2 separate regions of the Mus musculus genome follow, and region 2 is linked to region 1. A link is a contact called in public HiChIP or PLAC-seq data. All regions are on one chromosome and are shown on one strand. Each heading gives the region's core, a stretch centred on a gene start, on an enhancer-like site or on the middle of the called end of the contact. The rest is flanking DNA. Distances are from core to core; before and after follow the strand shown. Region 1 holds the start of Srrd (SRR1 domain containing). Region 2 holds the start of Ficd (FIC domain containing).

Region 1 (2,902 bases), core at 29-2,528:
GGACCACACCAGTCAAATGGTCCCAAAATTAAGGAACTGGCACTCAGGAGCCTAATCAGAATGTGCGCAGCCCTTCAGAGTGCAAGAGAGAACTTTGACAGAGGGGAAGACAACTCAGTGTATCATGGAATACTCTGCCAGAAAAGAGTCTTGGCCTCACTCTGATTCTTCGCTCCTCCAAGAGAACTGTCCAGAAACAGGTGGTACAGGCATTAAAATTACTATCCACGAGGCTGAAATTTTCTGACAGTCTTATTTCACTGTGTGGATAACACTGGGAGGAAACACAAAAATAATTTAATCCTTTTCCTTGACAAGCCTTCCGTCATTTTCATCTATAGTCTTTGTTTTGTTTTGTTTATTTGTTTGTTTGTTTTTTCGAGACAGGGTTTCTCTGTATAGCCCTGGCTGTCCTGGAACTCACTCTGTAGACTCAGGCTGTCTCTGCCTCCCAAGTGCTGGGGTTAAAAGTGTGCGCCACCACCACCTGGCTTCATTAAGACTATAGTCTTAATCCCACTTTTCTGGTTAATTCCTTCAAGGACAGGATCTCTAAAGCTGGCCACAATCTGCCACCTGTGGAAATAGTACGTTGAAGTCTCTTAGGGAGGGAGCCAGGCATGGTAGTTTAGGCCTTTTATCCCAGCGCACTGGAAATAGACAGGCAGATTGCTGAGTTCCAGGCAAGCTATGGCTACAAAGCAGGACCCTCTCTTAAAAGCGAGTAAACTCTCTTAGGAAGAAGGAAGTGCCCGAGGGGCATCCCCCACGAACCCGAAAAGGCCTCTTAAATATCAGTCACCTCAACTACACACACCTCGTTCTGCAGCAAACACAGGGCGAGCACACTGTGCAGGGCATCTCTGTTCCTGGAACCACCCCTCCCATTCCCTGAGGCCTGCTCGGAGGACCTAACAGCGAGTTCTCAAAGGTCCCGATGAGGTCAGTGATTGTGTAAGGGACCTAAAGAGGCCATGACACCCTAAGAGTACAGGCAGGGGGACAGTGCGGGTGCGCGCGGGGACGGAGGGAAGTCCCTCGCTGGTCAGGAGCCCCGAACCCTGCGGCCCGATCGCGTGGATCAGGCTCGCCCGCCCGCCCGCCCACCGGGACCCCGGGCTCTGTCTGGCCGCCCGCGGGAAAACCCCCGATACCTGCGCCCGCCCGGCAGCCCCGCGATCACGCGCGGACCCACCTCCCGCCGGTGGGGGCTTGGCGATGACGTGAGGTGTGACGCAGCCTGTGACGTCGGCGGCACGGCGGCCGCTCTGGCGCACTCTGCTGACGTCAGAGCATGGCGGCGGCGGCTCTCGAGCCCTGGAGCGCGGTGGCTCCGCGGAGGAGGAAGCGCGCGGCGGGAAGGCGACCGCGGCCGGGCGAGGGGCCCCGGGCCGAGCCGGAGGCGGACGGCGAAGCGGTGCTACGCCGCCTGCGGGAGGCCGAGTGAGTGCAGCGCCGAGAGGCAACTCCAGCCTCAGTGTCCCTAACCTGGAAATGGGTGTGCCAACCCGCTGGGAAAGGCTGAGTTCTCCCTCCGGTGTCACTGTAGCAAGCTCTCAGTAAAGCTGCCATTCCCATTCGCTGCGGCTGCGGCAGTTTATCATCCTGTGTCCCTGTCTGCCACCTTTGAGATGGGGGTTTAAGCATTACGTAGGGATGCTCAGAGGATTGTGTGATGTGACTGTAGAGCACTCCCTGGCACCCAAGCTCGAGGTGGGGGAGGAGGGTGTCAGAAGGTGCTCAGAAGACCTCTGCTTTCACTGCATAGGTTAGGACAATCAAACTCAAATGTGAGGCTTGGTGGCAAGAACCTTTACCCTATAAATCATCAGCTCTGGATTTGGAGGCGGGATCTTGTACTATAGCTTAGGCTAGCCCAGCAGCCCTGAATTGGAGGATATCCCGTCTTTGCTGTGGGCCACACACCACATTGGTTATTATCCGTATTGTAAATCGAGGTTGCAGCAAACACAGATGTCAACATTTGCATCAATGGTTTACTGAGCAGCAGCTGTGTGCGCAGACTTTTGCAGCCTATGTATTTCACAGGCTCACTGGAATCCTGGGCACTCCGAGAGACATACAAAGATCATTGTTTCAGGCCCAGGCCTTGGTGACTTCAAACCCCATGCTTCCACCTAATCATTATCATGTACTCTATTATGTTACATCCATCTCCCCAGCACTTGGTCTGTACCTTCTTACAGGGCACATAGACGGTGCCCACCATACACAGGCTACACCGTGTTCTTGCCTTTTCTAGTTTTGGTCTTACAGGGCTAAGTTAGAAATGTTGGTAGCATTTTGTATGGGTCAGAAGGGCTGTGATGAGGGGGGCAAGTTACACTTAAAAAGCATTGGTGACCCAGAAGTTACCTCTGAACATAAATTACTGGCGGTGCAGCTGAGAGGACAGATAGAAGCAAGCAGTGCCTTAAAGTCTCGAGATTAGTGAGACATAGGTGTCTAGGACCTGAACTCTTCAAGGCGCACACCAGATAGTCATTGTTTCCTCAGCTGCTTCAGAATCTCCCAGAATGCCCTGCTTCTCCCAGCATCCTTCCAGGGGTGTGGTTATCACTCCTGAGCATAGAGAATCTGATTCAGGGCTACTTAGAATATTACAGAGTACTTTGATTTATCGGGCACTTCTTTCCTTAGAAGAATGTAGGTCGCCTGGGGGCAGTTTCTCTCCTCTTTGTCCCTAAACATTGCCTCTGGCATACTTAAATTCACTGTTGATTGTTCTGCCTTAGGCTGTGGAAACCAGCTGACCAGACCCTTGGACTTCCTCTTTGACCTTCTTTTTACCGTTATTTATAGTGGGGAAGCTATTGAGTTCCTGCTGAGTAGCTCATTCATTTCCCCCTGCTACTCTCCAGTCTTGAGAGGACACTCCCAT
Region 2 (3,080 bases), core at 484-2,983, 1.4 Mb before region 1:
ACTGTGCACACGGGGCATGCTTTGCACTGAGCTCTGTGCTTCGAGGGTGAGCACCCACCCACACTCAGCTTCCCTGAGTTCCTGGACCGCTCTCCAGTCCCATCCCCAGTGGTTTCTGGCCAGAGGGAGCACTGTTCTCAGGTGCTCTTCCTTGAACCACCCCCATGTAGATCTGAGGTGCAGCTCAGGGCCCACCCTTTGTGTGTCTCCCTCCAAATGCTGGGACACCCGTTCTCAGTCACTCATCAGACTGGAGTTCCGGACTGTCTCATTCACTGGGACGCCCTCATGCTTACACACACACAAACTGACAAGGCCAACCAAGTTGGCCAGCACACTCACCTGGAGACGCCGTAGTCTTGACTGTCAGCAGCCCTGCATCCCTGGAGGAGACACTGAGCTCTGTGCATAGGCTGGTGCACTTGGGGACCACAGGCTGTGCCCTGTCCAGTTTGCTCCTGAGCAGGTGGAAACCTCTGAGCACAGCCAGGCAATGCTCTTCCACAACTCCCAGCGGCAGCAGCAGAGCCAGCAGCGACCCCAGAGCCATGCTCAGCAGCGCCATCCACAGGAAACGGCCCCAGACGGAGACCCATTTGGGTTCGGCCACTGCCACCACCGACGCCATTGGCATGAGTATCATCTGGACTGAGGGCTGGGCCCAGAGCACTCGACACAGAGGAAAAGCTGGACCCTGCAAGGAACCAAGCATTGTAAAAGAATGAGGCAGTGGGAGTGGACCCGTTCCCAGATGGAGAGACCAGACACAGAATCGTCACACTTTCTAATTCATTAGGGACCACGGAAATGGGGGAGGGGTCTCATGGTGCAGGGCCAGCCTGGGAAGATTCATCCTAACCCATAGCTCCTCCGGGGTAGAGTGATAGGACTCTAATGCATTTATATATATTAACTTTCATAATCTCAGCCTACAACCCCAGGAGGTGATGTTTCCACACCGCCCTCCCCAGAGGAGATGCAATCAGAACTCAGAAAAGTGAAGTCGGGGACTTTTCAGCCCCCCTCTTAGTCCACTAGTCCACCACAAGCGACTATTGCCACAGGACACCTAGTGTTTGGGCTGTAACTCCTGCATACGCCCCTGGACACACACCACAATCTTCGATAAGGACAAATGTCTGGTGTCCTGATGTTACCATATGAATACCGACAGCCTCGGTGACCAATGTTGTGTCCCTTCTGCCCTTCCTTCCCTGGCTTGTCCATCATAGACAGGGAAACCCAAGGCCTGGCCAACAACAGTGGGTGATGATGCCCTACCTCAGCGAGGGCGAACACAAGCTTGGGGGCTGGCGGGGGATGGGGGGGGGGAGCGAGGGATCAGGTATGCAAATGCCATCTTGCCAACAATAAGCATTTATTGGGCAACTATGGTGTGCCGGACACTGCGCTGCCGGCCAGCCTTGCACGCTGTCAGCCCCCTTGCGAAGAGCGAGCAAGCTACCTGTAGCTCCCGGTTTACAGATGAGGGATGACGCCGTTCTGACAGGCGGCGCCGGAGCTCCGGGGCCTGACCCGCCACGTCATCACTTCGCGCGGCCTGTGCAGCGGCTCGAGCCCAGCAGACTTCGGCTTACTCCCGAAGCGGGGGGTGGGGTGGGGGGTGGAATGAGGCTGCCGCGAGCTCCCGCTACGAACCGGCCCAGGGCTCGTGCCCGCCTCCAGCATCCAAACCCGCGCGGCCGTTCCCCGCAGCCGCGGTCGCAGGCCCCGCCCCCACCACCTCGCCCCGCTCCCGTCGCCTCGCCATTGGACGGACGGCCGCCCTTGCCGCGGCGGATTGGCTGTCTCGACTTGTCCATCCGCCGCGCTTCCGGGTTCTAGAGCTAGCTAGAGCATCCCCCCGGGAAAGGCGCGCCGTGTGCCGCTTCCATTGGCTGTCGCTTGTGTGCATGGGGCGGGGTCGAGGCCACCGGCTAGGGCGAGCATTTGCGTCCTGTTTTCCCGTCCCAGCATCTGCTACCTTCCTGGGCCTCCACCTAGGCTCTGTGTGCTTCAGTTTCTCTGGTGTGCAATGGCAGTAGCCACATCACCAAACGTTTCCCACTTCTTAGTCCCGGTTTCACCGTTTGTCCCTTTTCTTTACCCCCTTTCTTGTCCTCTCTAATCTACTTTTGTTTTTGAGATGGCTTCGCACCGTGTAGACCAGGCCTGGCTAGGAATTAATTCACGGTGTAGCCCAGGTTGGTCGGGACTTACTGTGTAGCCCGAGCTGGCTTAGTATTCAACCCGGGTCATTTTGAGCCAACATGCCCTCCTGACCTTTTTTAGTTTGCATTCTCTGGAGCGGCTGGCTATGGCTTTTTGTTTACCAAATTAAGTTTTCTTTGGTGCAGAGGGCAGGGCTCCCATCTCAACCCACAAATATTGAACCGGAAGCTCCCAGGGCCTGCTTTGAGAGGTTACTGGGCACACTCTGGAGTCAGACGGCCCACAGATTCAGATTTTTGCCCTCAGTCTCTTGTGATCTTGGATCAGTTTTCTCAACGGCAGAATGGGACAACAGCTCACATCTCTTAATTAAAAAAAAAAAAAAAAGTTCGTGTGCGCGCACGTGCACAGAGATCAGTTTGCAAACCTGGGCTTTCTCCTTCTACCATATGGGTTTGTGGATTGAACGCAGGTCACCAAGTTTGGCTCCTACCTGCCTTAGCCCTCAGGTTCTGGATTTGGGACTCTTTTCATGGAGCCACACAGCCCTGGGTTCGCATCCCAGCTCTGCCACTAGCAGACTGACTTGGTGGTGTCAATCTACTTTACTGATCTGTCACCTGCAGGTAGCTTAAATTGGTCTGGGACTCACTGTATAGGCCAGGCTAGCCCCAACCTCCCGCCTCTGCCTCTGCCTTCTGAGTGCTGGGATTAGAGGCATATACCACCAAATCCGGTTTCAGCCTGCTTTCTTATAGAACCCCCTGACCAGCCCAGGGATGGCTCCACCCACAATGGGCGGGGCCTTCCCCCATCAATCATTAATTAAGAAAATGCCCTACAGTTGGATCTTATGGAAACATTGTTCTCAATTGAAGTTCCTTTCCCTCCAGATAACGCTAGTGCGG

Evidence for each region. HiChIP or PLAC-seq counts read pairs in DNA pulled down with a chosen protein or histone mark.
Region 2: a contact with region 1 is called in an H3K27ac HiChIP or PLAC-seq map of thymic regulatory T cells, with 9 times the contacts expected there. The contact joins the promoter of Ficd here to the promoter of Srrd in region 1. A contact is called at or near these places in 1 of 39 promoter capture datasets (the 3T3-L1 cell line), 4 of 484 Hi-C or Micro-C datasets (the G1E-ER4 cell line and the HL-1 cell line) and 4 of 115 datasets of contacts at active chromatin or transcription factors (the SCID.adh cell line, astrocytes, pancreatic cancer cells and 1 more).

What each region holds. Positions count from the first base shown.
Region 1 is chr5:112,341,416-112,344,317 of GRCm38.p6, reverse strand. Srrd (SRR1 domain containing) reads left to right here and starts at 1,278. Exons shown (of 7, transcript NM_001359388.1): 1 at 1,278-1,443. The coding sequence starts at 1,295. Hps4 (HPS4, biogenesis of lysosomal organelles complex 3 subunit 2) reads right to left here and starts at 1,223. Exons shown (of 14, transcript NM_001359853.1): 1 at 1,155-1,223; 2 at 1-274.
Region 2 is chr5:113,734,435-113,737,514 of GRCm38.p6, reverse strand. It overlaps Ficd (FIC domain containing), which reads right to left and starts at 1,733. Exons shown (of 3, transcript NM_001010825.3): 1 at 1,466-1,733; 2 at 343-694. The coding sequence starts at 643.